4 separate regions of the Mus musculus genome follow, and all the other regions are linked to region 3. The links are chromatin contacts, called in public Hi-C, HiChIP or PLAC-seq and promoter capture Hi-C maps. All regions are on one chromosome and are shown on one strand. Each heading gives the region's core, a stretch centred on a gene start, on an enhancer-like site or on the middle of the called end of the contact. The rest is flanking DNA. Distances are from core to core; before and after follow the strand shown. Region 1 overlaps Znrf2 (zinc and ring finger 2). Region 2 has its middle 28 kb from the start of Znrf2. Region 3 holds the start of Inmt (indolethylamine N-methyltransferase). Region 4 has its middle 48 kb from the start of Mturn.

Evidence for each region. Promoter capture Hi-C pulls out the DNA fragments that hold promoters and counts their contacts. Hi-C and Micro-C count contacts between places; a contact is called where the count stands out from the background. HiChIP or PLAC-seq counts read pairs in DNA pulled down with a chosen protein or histone mark.
Region 1: a FOXA1 HiChIP or PLAC-seq map of pancreatic cancer cells shows a contact between it and region 3. The contact joins the enhancer-like site here to the promoter of Inmt in region 3. A contact is called at or near these places in 1 of 39 promoter capture datasets (maxillary cranial neural crest), 4 of 484 Hi-C or Micro-C datasets (embryonic fibroblasts, embryonic stem cells, muscle stem cells and 1 more), 1 of 115 datasets of contacts at active chromatin or transcription factors (pancreatic cancer cells) and 2 of 9 other capture datasets (embryonic stem cells and liver).
Region 2: a promoter capture Hi-C map of liver shows a contact between it and region 3, with 4 times the contacts expected there. The contact joins the enhancer-like site here to the promoter of Inmt in region 3. A contact is called at or near these places in 3 of 39 promoter capture datasets (liver, pre-B cells and stem cell-derived epiblast-like cells), 4 of 15 datasets of contacts at CTCF or cohesin (embryonic stem cells, large pre-B cells and stem cell-derived epiblast-like cells), 50 of 484 Hi-C or Micro-C datasets (the 63-12 cell line, the AML12 cell line, B cells and 28 more), 6 of 115 datasets of contacts at active chromatin or transcription factors (astrocytes, bone marrow-derived dendritic cells, embryonic stem cells and 2 more) and 2 of 9 other capture datasets (embryonic stem cells and macrophages).
Region 4: a contact with region 3 is called in a Hi-C map of liver, with 2.3 times the contacts expected there. The contact joins the enhancer-like site here to the promoter of Inmt in region 3. A contact is called at or near these places in 9 of 39 promoter capture datasets (3T3-L1-derived adipocytes, cranial neural crest, embryonic stem cells and 5 more), 1 of 15 datasets of contacts at CTCF or cohesin (large pre-B cells), 16 of 484 Hi-C or Micro-C datasets (the AtT-20 cell line, B cells, the C3H10T1/2 cell line and 12 more), 4 of 115 datasets of contacts at active chromatin or transcription factors (T-cell acute lymphoblastic leukemia, embryonic basal ganglia, large pre-B cells and 1 more) and 1 of 9 other capture datasets (macrophages).

What each region holds. Positions count from the first base shown.
Region 1 is chr6:54,829,538-54,832,838 of GRCm38.p6, forward strand. All of the region lies in intron 1 of Znrf2 (zinc and ring finger 2), which reads left to right. Among named protein-coding and RNA genes, the nearest start is that of Znrf2, 14 kb to the left of the region's middle. Within about 2 kb of position 1,659, at least 53 of the 459 cell types and tissues checked have an H3K27ac peak or open chromatin away from gene starts, as enhancers often do. A contact at or near this core is called in muscle stem cells, pancreatic cancer cells and uterus, where this site is marked.
Region 2 is chr6:54,787,787-54,790,750 of GRCm38.p6, forward strand. No RefSeq gene overlaps it. Among named protein-coding and RNA genes, the nearest start is that of Znrf2, 28 kb to the right of the region's middle. Within about 2 kb of position 1,560, at least 19 of the 459 cell types and tissues checked have an H3K27ac peak or open chromatin away from gene starts, as enhancers often do. A contact at or near this core is called in liver and neural progenitor cells, where this site is marked.
Region 3 is chr6:55,173,511-55,176,627 of GRCm38.p6, forward strand. Inmt (indolethylamine N-methyltransferase) reads right to left here and starts at 1,480. Exons shown (of 3, transcript NM_009349.3): 1 at 1,317-1,480. The coding sequence starts at 1,473.
Region 4 is chr6:54,728,078-54,731,018 of GRCm38.p6, forward strand. No RefSeq gene overlaps it. Among named protein-coding and RNA genes, the nearest start is that of Mturn, 48 kb to the left of the region's middle. Within about 2 kb of position 1,619, at least 13 of the 459 cell types and tissues checked have an H3K27ac peak or open chromatin away from gene starts, as enhancers often do. A contact at or near this core is called in bone marrow-derived macrophages and liver, where this site is marked.

The DNA.
Region 1 (3,301 bases), core at 409-2,908, 340 kb before region 3:
TACAATTCAAAGGTGGATTTATTTTATGTATATCAGTGTCTGGGTGACGGTATATGCAAATGGGTGTTGGGTGTGTAAGTGTGTACAGGAGGGTGTTCACCGCCTGGGAGTTGGGATGCCTGCTTTGTCTGTGGATCTTGGGATCCAAACTGGGACCTCCTGATCTGAGTAGGCGCTCTTGACCTCAGAGCTGTTTCTCTAGCTCTGGGAGACATGCTTGTTTTTTAAGCCTTACTTTTAATTTTATGTGTGTGAATGGCTGGCCTGTATCTATGAAAGAATGCCTGGTGCCTGCTGAAGCAAGAAGAGGGTGTCATATATATCCCTTGGAACTGGAGTTGTGGGAGACTGTGGAACCAAACTCAGACTGTGGAACTAAACTCAAAATTGTCTACAAGATTAATAAGTAATAAGTGCTCTTAACCACTAAGCCATCTCTCCAGCCCCAAGACATAGCTTTTTATTCCCATGTTACAGGAGCATAGCAAGAAAGATTTTTTTGTTGTTGTTGTTTTTAAAGAGAAAAAGTTGTTTTTGTTTTTTTTTCCCTCGGATTCAGTATCAAATGTCTCTTTGCCTTTGACCATTGTGTTGTCATGGTCCAGGAAGGTACCTCTAAACACAGCATCTCTAGTAGAACTGGGACTTCCTGGCCATCCAAAGCCCAGGAGCCCCTCTGGGCGGGTCCTTACCAATTCTTGTGGGCGGGCTTACCGCTTCTTGCCTCACCTGGGCAGTGCTGCCCTTTGGACAGACCTTCACTCCAAAGAGGCTGAGTCTGCCTCTGCTTTTCTGATTTTATGTGAAAATTATCACTCATTTACATGCCTTCCAAAGACTGAGTACTAGTTTTTCATTGTGTCATTAGATTAATTTTGTATATTAACTTATATATTTTATTTTGGGAACTGTGAGATGGATCTATTGATAAGAGAGTACTTGCTGCCAAACCTGACAACCTGAGTTTGGTCCCCAGAACACACACAGTGGAGAGAGACCTGTCAGAGCTCGCTCTTTACGCCCTCTGCTCCCCAAACTGTAAGCCAGCCCTAGTTAAATGCCTCCTTTTACTCCTTTTAAGAGAGTTGCCTTGCCATGGCGTCTCTTCTCAGCAGTACAGTCTTTAATTGGCAACCTCAGACAGTTTTGAAACCCACTTTTCTGTTTAATGTGTTTAGGGGATTTTTCTGTGAGAGCATATAAACCCAACTCTTGTTGTTAGCCATTTTGTGTTTACATTTCTATGATACATAGGCACTGTAGCTCCTTAAATCTTTCCTGTTACTGAGCATCTAGGAACGTTCTAGTTTTTGTGTCTGTTAGAGATTAAGTAGGACCTTGCATGTGCTAGTCGTCAAGTGCTCTCCTGCTGAGCTCTTTCCAGTATTGTAATAAGTATCACTGACTATGTCTTTGTACATGCACAAACTCTTCCAGTATGGATGCTGTTTTGACAGCAGTAGGTATAATAGAGTGAGGTATCAATCACCTAAGATTAGTGTTAGATTCAAGAAAGCTGCATTCATATGCAAGCCATGCTTCAGGGCTTCCCAGGCCACTACTTCTCAGGTTTTTTGGTTATTTCCCAGTACTGGCATTGAGTCCAAGGCTTCCTGTATGCCAAGCAAGTGCTCTGGAACACCAGCTCCCTCACTGTTTGCGATAAGATCACATTAAGTTGCCTAGGCAAGCCTCAGACTTGTGATGATCGAGTTCTAGCTTCCAGAGCAGCTGGGCTAACAGGCTGGGCTCCCATCCTGAACTTCTCAGGTTTGGTAACTCAGCACTGATGTACACAGCTCAGGAGAACTCGGCCATTACTATTGCAGCTTGATTATGAAAATTAGAACAGGGCCAGCAAAATGGAGCCCTCCCTCTCTGAGAGTTGCCCACTCCTACACCTGCCTCCCGGGACTGTGGCTCCCACAGAACACACGCTCTGTGTGCCTGCACCAGAGAGCTCGTCCAAGTCTTGCTAGCCACATCACTTATTTGGATTTCATTATATGGACATGATTAATTGGAAATTTGCCAGTCCATTTACTGACTCTAACCTTCATCCAGCTTCGCTGGAGCTTGGGGCTGACTCAGAGCTACATTCTCCAGTCACCAGGAGTCCTTTCTAGCTTCTACTCTAAATGTCTCTGAAACATGAAGTCGGGTGTGGTTCAATCACTAAACTAAAACTAAAAACAACAACAACAACACAACAACAACAACAACAACAACAACAAAAAACCCTGACAGGTTCTTTATTTATTATACAACAATTACCAAGAAATAAAATTTTCTATTTAAACAGAATGCACAACTTAATTTTCATTAGACATCAACCCTCCCTAAGGGCATACTAATTTATTCTGTGCCACTAATATGATTTCTGCTAACTTTACTGTTAGTTTTCTTCTTTTTAGAAAACTATTTTCCCTGTTTTGCTGATAAAACCTTTTCACTTGCATTTTTTGAGTACTAGTGAAAATAATCATTTCCATGTGCTCATTGCTAGCCATGTCTGTGTTTTTCTCATTGCTAGCCATGTCTGTGTGTTTTTCTTATTGCTAGCCATGTCTGTGTGTTTTTCTCATTGCTAGCCATGTTTGTATGTTTTTGCACTGCCTATTTATCAGCTTTGCTCATTTTTTAGCTGCACATTTATTTTATATTGCATTCTGGTTCTCTGTCTAATGTAGATACATAGAAGGTTTTTTGTGTGTACATAGTTCAAATATATCTTCTCATACCATTGGGTTATAAAATAAGGTTTTATGAATGAGGTTCACTGTATTGATCTTTAATAGACACAGGCTTATGAGTTTAAATTAAAATGTTATTTATAAATTTGTTCCTATAATTGAAGAAGAAAAGATCATTACTTCCCACCCCCTCTTTTCCTTTTTTTCTTAGACCAGGGTCTCACTAAGTAGCAAGTGTCCTTGGCTAGCATGTGTAGACCAGGCTGACCTTGAAGTCATAGAGATATGTTTGTATGGCTGTTTTTGATGTGGGATTTTAGGTTTTTTTTATACATAAATCATATGATGTTGAATTTCATAAATTAAATTATTTACTATATAGAGCTATGTATGTCTCACTCTTTTGTACATTTTTGTTTAATAGGAGTAAGGAAAAGTTGAAAATCAAGAGGATACTTTATGAGAGGCTAGTACCATAGTCTGTGCATAGTATTTCTATAAATAGCTGTGTAGTATTGTGTTCTTGTATAGAAATATATAGCAGAAGAGTTAATTCTTACCAATAAAATTGATACTTGGGGGCAGGTGAGATGGCTCAGTGGGTAAGA
Region 2 (2,964 bases), core at 310-2,809, 390 kb before region 3:
CACACACACACACACACACACACACACACACACGAGAGTATACATTATGAAGAAAATGTGGTATTTGTCTTTCTGAATCTTTCTCATTTCACTCAGTGTTCTGATCTCCAGACCCATCAAAGCGGCATGAGATTTCCCTTCCTTTATGGGCTATAGGCAGAGATTTCCATTATGTATACACGCCACACTTTAGCCATTTTTCCATAGGTGGGCATGGAGTTTGTCTCTGTCTCCTGGCTTTTGTGACAGTGCTGCAGTAAACATGGATGTGCACGTATGTCTGTGGCTTGCTGACATACGTGCTTTGGGTACATATCGAGGAAGGGCATAGCCAAGTCACATAGCAGTTTATTTTAGTTTTATGTCACAGTGGAGGGACAGATGTCAGCAGCAGAAAACATAGGCATTTTTAAATGGCTAATTTGACCTACAATTGTTTGCCAGCAGTGGGGCTTTGACGCACTATGAACCTTTCTTTATGTGAACTTTAGTCGTTTTACGTTGCACATTGGTGACAGTAGACCTTAGAATATGAAGCCCAACTGCATAAACTTCAGGTTGAGATAGCAAAATTTATACTCACTCCTATCTTGTAATGGGAGAGTTTTCTGTTTCCTCTTTGGCAGAATAACAATCAAATTCAATATCTTTTTGCCAGTGTCATGCTCCGTTTCCCATGCCATAATACACACGTACTATAGGATTGGTTATTTACTATGAAAAACAGTCTATTTATCTTGCTGCCCTGGAAGTTGAGAAGTCCAAGAATGTGGTGCCAGCCTCTGGTCAGTATGTGACGAGGGCCTGTGCTGCATTATAAGAAGGTAGATGGCGTCACATGGTGAGTCAGACACAGCCACCACTAGCGAGCTCCCCCACAACAGCATTGCTCTTGAGATTACCCTTTAAGGATCTTGGAATGAATCCATCCACTCATGAAAGCAGAGACCTCCTGGTCCCATTGTTTCCTAAAGACTCCACCTTCCAACCTCACCACGTGTGTTTCAAACCATATTCAAACCGCAGCTGCTGGGCAAGTGTGCCTGCCGCTCTGGGCTTCAGTTTCTCTCTCTGAAGATAGGTTTATTACCTTTGTTTACTTTACTTCTTAGTAGACACTGTAATTTAACTTGTTGATATCGGTAACATCCAAGTCTCTCACATACACAAAAAATATATAAAAGTAACTGTCAGACAATTAATTAATGAAACCATAATTTCTAGGACCTTGTGATATTTATTATTTTTAGCTATTTTTAAATTTCATATTTATAGCTGTAAAAATAATCATCCCAATGTGAGCTTTAAAAAAATAATTGACTAGAGGTGACATATTTTGGGAAACATAATAGAGGTGTTAAGCACTCTTCCTGTCTGAATTGATGCTGGGAGGTTTTGAGTGCCCGCACCTGCTTTGTTTGTCTTTCCTGGTGGGTACACAGGAGCTGAGCAGGTTACTCTACTTTCTATCCTGTATTCACCACTATTCCACAGTACTACCGTGCCTTAGCTTTATCTATTGCGAAATGGAAACTGAACTAGTATCTGTGTGTCTTGAGGAATTTGGCAAAGGATGTTGAAACTTTTTACCAGGCCAGTTTATGCCCTACCTGACCTCTGCTCACCAGAGGTTTGCAACACTTCTCTTATAGGGGCCCCGGGAAGGTGTCTAGAATAAGGCACTAATTAACCCTGTTCTGTGCCTAGTTACTTCAAAGCTGTGGCTCCCAAAGGACCAAGTCTACACTGTGTTGCTGGAATCTCCAACCCCAAATAAGCCCATATAAAAAAACCCACACAATCCAGTTATTATAATTATAAGCTATATGCCTAGATTGGACAGGCCTAACACTATACTAACTTATTCCCCAGCTATAAGACCCCCTTGCTACTACTTGTGATTTCTCCTGGACACTTGGTTCTGCTCCATCGAGGCTTCCTTCTCCTCTTCCTTCATCCTCTCTTCTTCTCCTCTGGTCCTCTTCTGCCTCCCTACCTGCCCCTATTCACAAACCTCCAGTCCTACTTTTCTCCTCCACTGCCCAATCACAGGCTCTAGTTTGTTTGTTTTTTGTTTGTTTGTTTTCCTAGTCTTTATTGACCAGTTAAAATGGGGAGAAGGTTCACATGAGGTCACCTGAGTATGTACTCTTGGGGCAACCCCTCTTGAGGAAGCAGAATTAACATCAGAATAAAACAGCATCAGACCAACCCACAAAAATACTGCCCTATTCGGAGGCCAAAGAAGACACTCAAGATAAATATGTCAAGTATATTTCTGTGTGAACGTGCACCTTACTATTGGCTGTCCTTTCTCATATTATTTTTGGTGTTCAATTTTTAATATCCGTACAATGTGTTCATGTATAAAATTCTAAATTCTGCTTGGTAACAGTGAGCTGAAGGACAGCCCTGGAGTCTCTAGGTCTTCTGTGACCTGTTTTTGTCAGTCAATGATTAACTGACTTTGGTTTGCAGAGATAACACAAAGCTTTGGAAATTTACCCGGCTTTTGATGGTAGAATTGATTGAGGGCATACATCCTGTGTGAATTTCTAAGTATATGAGGCTTCCATGTCCACTGCTGCAGTAAATCCTCTTAAGAGCGATATGATATTGGAAACCCTGTGGTTATTTAAAATAGCAGACATCAGACACTCAGAGAGCACAAGTCACTGGATCAGGATTCCTAGCACTCAAGCAACCAAGTCTGGATTTGAACTAAGCCCAAAGCTCATGGTCTTCAAATTGTATTAACCTGGTCCTCAAAAACAAGCTGCAAAGCATGAATTTCCATGTAGGGTGCACTTTCTTCTGTCAGCAAAAAGCCGAATTTGGGGTGGCATTTGATTGTTTGTTTTTTAAGATAGGAGGACCCTGCTGTGTAGTCCAGGTTTGTGTTGAGTTTGTGATCCTCCTGTCTCAGCCTCCTGAGGGCTAGGGTTCTAGGTATGTGTTAATGGG
Region 3 (3,117 bases), core at 230-2,729:
CAGGTCTCCGCACCCTGACCTCACATCCTGCTGAGTGACTCCAAACCACCTTAGGATTCGCCAGCTGGGAAGGGGAGCAACCCCTTGCCTCTGGGCTGTACATTGACAGGAGTGGGGAGCAATGCCGGGGGTGGGAAACAGCTGACATTCTTAACTGCCTCCCCATGACCCAGGATACTAGTGGAGGCCTGGGAGGTATGTCTGGTCTTCCAGATAAATTCAGGATTACTGTCTCTCTCTCTCTCTCTAATCAGTTGGCATAGGCTAACTTCAAAGAACATTGGATTTAGAAAATTGGGGGAATTGGTAGAGTGGCAGGGTCTGGGATAAAGGCTGAGAAGGACACCAGCTAGTTCTTAAGAGCCCTTCTGATTTTCTAGGAAAGGCAGCCACACAGAAGAAAGTGTGGCAGAGAGCTAATAGTAACACGAGCAAGAATAAAGCCTAAGACTTCAAGTGACCCAGCACTAATGGGGAGAATGTGCTCTGTGTGACCCTGGAGGTCAGTTGCTCAGTGTACCTCCACCCCCCACCCCGGGTATGCCCTCTCAGCCTGCCCTCTCCCTTCTGCAGTCTCCTTTTATACCTACCATGCCTCTGCCAAGGACTGAAGTCTGTTCTATACCCCAGCTTTCTCCAGCAGCACCAGGCTTTCTTCCCTCTGTATTCTGAGGTTGTTCCTTGCTACCCGTTCCTTGGCACCGAATGTCTGGCTAAGAAGGCTTTTGTGGGGGAGTACACTGAGTGACCTCCAGGGTCACACAGAACACACTCTCCCCATTAGTGCTGGGTCACTTGAAGTCTTATGATTCATTCTTGCTGCTGTTACTATTAGCTCTCTGACTTTGACTGGCCACCCCTGTCCCTCCCTAGCCTTAGTCTGCCCTTAGACATTGGGGGCAAATCATGGAAACTTGTATGCATGTTTACAGGGAAGAATTTTCATCAGGGATTTTTTTCAGAGAGACTCAAGGTTCCAAAAAGGCTGCAGAGCTTTCTGGAAGGCCTCTGGCAAGAGGAGAGGGAAAAGTAGCCTTGGTGCCCAGTCCTATGTCACTTCTCTCAGCATGGGCCTAGGAGCTCCACAAATCTGGGTATACCCCTCAAAGCTTACGAGTGTAGCTACTGAGGCTGATCATGGGTGCAAGGCAAGTTCTTCACTCCTGAGGCATGGCTCTTCTGGATCTGCACACATTGCCATCTATGGGCCCTGTGGGCCTTCAGACCAGTCACCTCTGTAGCATCTGTATATACAGAATAAGCTCTCCCTGTTGGCATGGTTCCAGCCCCTCCCCAGGGAGACCTCAGCCACTCACCTGTAGAGAAGGTCTGGTAGAGGTTCTGCAGGCTAAACTTTACGATTTCCTGCTCTGCCACAGGGCCAGAGTGGAAGCTGTAGTAGGTGGTCAGGTAGTCTTTGGGAGTGAACTCTTTTTCATAGTCCTCACCTCCTATGTATACCTTGCCCTCCATTCTAGCCAGCCCACACAGCTGTCCAGACTCCTTTGCCCCTACTGAATGCTCACTCCTTCCCACCATGCCTTTTATAATCTTTTTATAAGACCTCCCTTCTCAGGGAGGAGCTAGGGTCCCTGGAGATGGTTTCAGAGTGCAGGTGTCAGATTCCTGGCTGGATTTGATTTTTGTGATGAAGCAAGAGAATGCTAGATTCCTGGCTGGATTTGATTTTTGTGATGAAGCAAGAGAATGCTAGAGGGCCTCCAGTCCTGTCCTGGGTCACTGGGCCCTGAAGCTCTCATCCCTGGCCCTCTAGGGTGGCATGTGGACAACTGGGATCAGGAGAGAGAGACAGAGAGAGAGAGAGACAGACAGACAGAGACAGACAGAGACAGATATATATATGGAGACACAGAGAGAGACAGAGAGAGAGAGAGAGACAGAGAGAGAGAGACAGAGAGAGAGAGAGAGAGACAGAGAGAGAATTACATAGGGACAGAGGTACACAGACAGACAAAGAGAAAGAGGCAGAGACCAAAGAGATGAGGGTCTCATTAGGGATGCTTCACTCATGGGGTTAAGAGTAGAGGGTGGAGACACAGGGCCAGGCTCCCAGCCAACACATTCACGGCCCCTGGGCTTCATCTTTGATAAGGCAAATAAAACAAGAACCAGAACAGAAGTGCTCCCCAGGCTGGGGAAGTAGGAGGACCAGAGATCTTCAAATCTCTCTGCTATTCTACACTCAGTGAACTTGCCTTTGTAAACAGCTTATCTTTAACTGAGTTAATGATTCCCCAGCGGTTTAAGGTTTAAGTCTTGTTTTCTCATTTGGCTTAATGTTTTCTTTCTTTCTTTCTTTCTTTCTTTCTTTCTTTCTTTCTTTCTTTCTTTCTTTCTTTCTTTCTTTCTTTCTTTCTTCCTTCCTTCCTTCCTTCCTTCCTTCCTTTCTTTCTTTCTTTCTTTCTTTCTTTCTTTCTTCCTTTTCTTTTTCTTATGCTCGGGAGTAAACTTTGACAGCACCTCCCCAAATCACTAGGCCTGTGTGTTGCCAAGCCCTGTATTTGGACAAACAATTGAAAACGTGTCACAACACTGCACAGAGCGCCACCCATCCACATCCACGTGTGTGCACATGTGCATCTTGTCCTCTGCCCCCAGAATCATCAGCTCACTTAGATCTGCTGTGGTCTGGTCTGGTTGCTTTGAAAAATGATGCCCCAGTTTGCCGTCTTTTGCTTTGGTAAACAACCATGACCCAAAGCAACCTGGGAAGGAAAGGGTTTATTTGACTTGCACCTCCTGACCACAGTTTGTCACTGAGGAAGGGCAGGGCAGGAGCTCAAGCAGGAGTAGAGGTGGGGACATTGAAAGACCACTGCTCACTGGCTTGCCCTCCATGGTTTGCTTAGCCTGCTGGCTAAGGGGTGACACCACCCGCAGAACACGGGGCTCACCCACATCAGTCATTAATTAAGGAAACACTCACGGGCCAGTCTGATGAAGGTCACTCCTCACTTGAGGATCTCTCTTCCCAGGTGACTCTAGTGTGTGTTAGGTTGGAAAAAATAACCAACTAGACCTGCTACTGCAAAGGGAAAATGGACAGAGGCTGTGTAGACTCTTACTCTGCTGTAAGGGAGTCTGCAGTGATCACAC
Region 4 (2,941 bases), core at 369-2,868, 450 kb before region 3:
AGGCACCTAGGGTGAGAGTATTAAGCCCACACCCACAGTGATACACCTATTCAAAGAAGGCCACACCTCCAAATGGTGCCACTCCCTGGCCCAAGAATATACAAACCATCACACTTGGGTTGTATGGAGTTCCATTATGCTCCAAGCTGTGTGTTTTCTTCCAGCTTCCCCAGTGCTTATGAGCAGAGCCTGCAGCTGAGAACCCACAGGTGAAATAGAGGCTAGAAGCTCTTGTAACAAATCCAGGAGTGACTCCACCTCCTTTACTGCAATGGTGGGGTGGAAGCATATGGCCATACTCACCACATTCAAGGGAAAGCTCTGCAAAGACTTGAATACCTGGAGGAGGTGCCTCAGGCTATTGGAATTAGCCCACCACAGGAAGCCCACCACAGGAAGCCAGGCTTAGTGCTTGGACCCTTACTAATTGTGTCCTGCTCTGGCCTACCCCAAATGGTAACAATAGGATTGTTTGCCTCACATAACATTTAGTAAAACATTTAGTAAAAAATGTTTTTATTCAGGGATGTTTAGTAATCTTTCTTTAGGGGAAAAAAAGAAAATCAAGAAAAGATAGCAAGACAAAAAAATCAGCATAGTTTCCAAAACAGAGCTATCCAAAACCCAGTAGTGGAAGTGAGACTGAAGAATGTGGCGGCACTATTTATAAAGGTAGCTGATGGCACCTTTGAACCCAACCCTCTAACTAAGACGCCGGACACAGTCCCGCTAACTGCCACTCAGGGAAGGAGGTGTATCTGAGGACCAGGAAACAGCCAGCATCCACCCCACCAGCATTCTCTGTGAGTCACCTTCCTAGTTGCTTGGATGGATACAAACCAAGACCAGACTAAAGAAAGTTCCCCTTCAGTGATGACTAGAAAATAATAATCTCCTGTTAGTCGTGGCTACTATTCCTCTACTCTTGACTGCTTCTGACGGGGATGGCTACCTGCCCGGGGGCTCCTAATCAGCTCGCAGGAAGTCTCAGGCTCTAATGCCTGCATCCCAGGTTGCCCACCGTCTCATTCCTCAGACGGTCACTTCTGTTTAGTTAAATCTTCATCTGGTACATTCTGTACTTGACTCGAGAGCTAATAAGATATTTATGGAACACTCATTAGAGAGCAGATCCCCCCTCCAAGCCCTGACAGGCATCCACACAGATATACAGTCACATAGACGCCAAGCATCTATAAGAACTAAGAGCATAGCATCAAAGTCAGAGAGATACATTTTGGTAGTGGCCTTTACTTTGGCCCGAAGCCGCCACTTCCTGAACTCTTTCCTCCTCTGTAATGTGGAAATGACTTCTGTACTTTGCAAGACAGTTGCAAAAATTAAGTGATTTATTTCCAGGGGAGCTCTTAGCACCATGCCCATAGTAAACACCTACACCTCACCACCCCCAGTATATGGAGAGCTCTGTGACGGCTGGCTATGTCTGTGGTGTCCAGCTTCACCTCCTCCAGACCCCATACAAGGCCTGGCAGGTAGTAAGCACTTAACAGGCAATTGTTAAATGGGTTAATAAGTGAATCAGTACTACTGTGGCTAATGACTGCAATAGTTATCTGGTGTAATTTTCCCAGGAGGTGAAAGATCTCACAGTGCTACCTAACTCAGTTTCAAAGTCCACCTTGTCTGATAAGTGACAAGTCTGACCATTTAGCTGGGCATTTGGCTGCATCTTGAAGGGTTAAATTTGATTTGCCTGAGACCATAGCATAAATCTGGTTACAAAGTTGGCACCGTTACAGGGGTGTGCTCAACTTCTTGAACTCTCAGCTCTTTATCCCTACACATTCAGCATATTGAGACTGCCCCATCTTGATTGAGCAAGCAAGGGAAAGTCCCTGTGGACTCCAGATTTAGGGTAGGGAGGGATTTTTTTTTTTTTTTTTTTTTTTTTTTTTTTTTTTTTTTTGAGACAGGGTTTCTCTGTATAGCTCTGGCTGTCCTGGAACTCACTCTGTAGACCAGACTGGCCTTGAACTCAGAAATCCACCTGCCTCTGCCTACCAAATGCTGGGATCAAAGGCGTGCGCCACTACCGTCCAGCTCTATTGTTTTTTTAGCTTAACTTTTAATCTTCTCTCTCATATTACATCCTGACGGCAGTTTCCCATCCCTCTACTCCTCCCAGTGGTCGTGTGTCCATCTGTCTCCTGCTAGCCCCCTTTCCCAGATCCACTTCTCCTCTGTTCCCCTCCAAAAAGAGAGCAGGCCTCCCAGGGATGCCAGCCAAACATGGCCTATCAAGACACAGTAGGACTAAGCACAAATCCTCATATCAAGGCTAAATGAGAGGACCCAGTAGGAGGAAAAGGGTCCCAGTCACAGGCAGAAGAGTCAGAGACACCCCCACTCCCACTGCTGGGTGTCGCACAAGGACCCCAGACCACACAATCATAAGGTATATGCAGAGGACCTACCTCAGACCCATACGGAGTCCATGTTTGTCGCTTCCATCTCTGTGGGGCCCATGAGGTCTGCTTAGTTGACTCTGAGGGTTGTGTTTCTATGATGTTCTCAACCCCTCTGGTTCCTACCGTCCTATGGGAGGGTTTTTTAATTACTCATGACCATGTTGGTGCTAGCCGTAGAACACGAGACATCTGTCTGCCTGATACTTGCTGGTCTCAGATGATGATCAGACATCCTTGCAGAGTTTGTCAAGCATTCCAGGAGTGACTTCTGTGCATCAGCTACTCAGGATGGCCAGCAGCCATTCCCAGGACAGGAGCACAAATCTCAGCCTCAGCCTCAGAGTTATGTGGCCTTGGACAAGACATACAACTTGTTTACATTTTCATCAAAAAGTTATAAACTAATACCGTCTAAGGACTTACTAATCACATCTGTATGATAAAGGGTACCTAGCCTAGCACACTTCCCAAAGGATGTGGAGTGGTTCAAAGTCTCTCACTTTCTGCACATT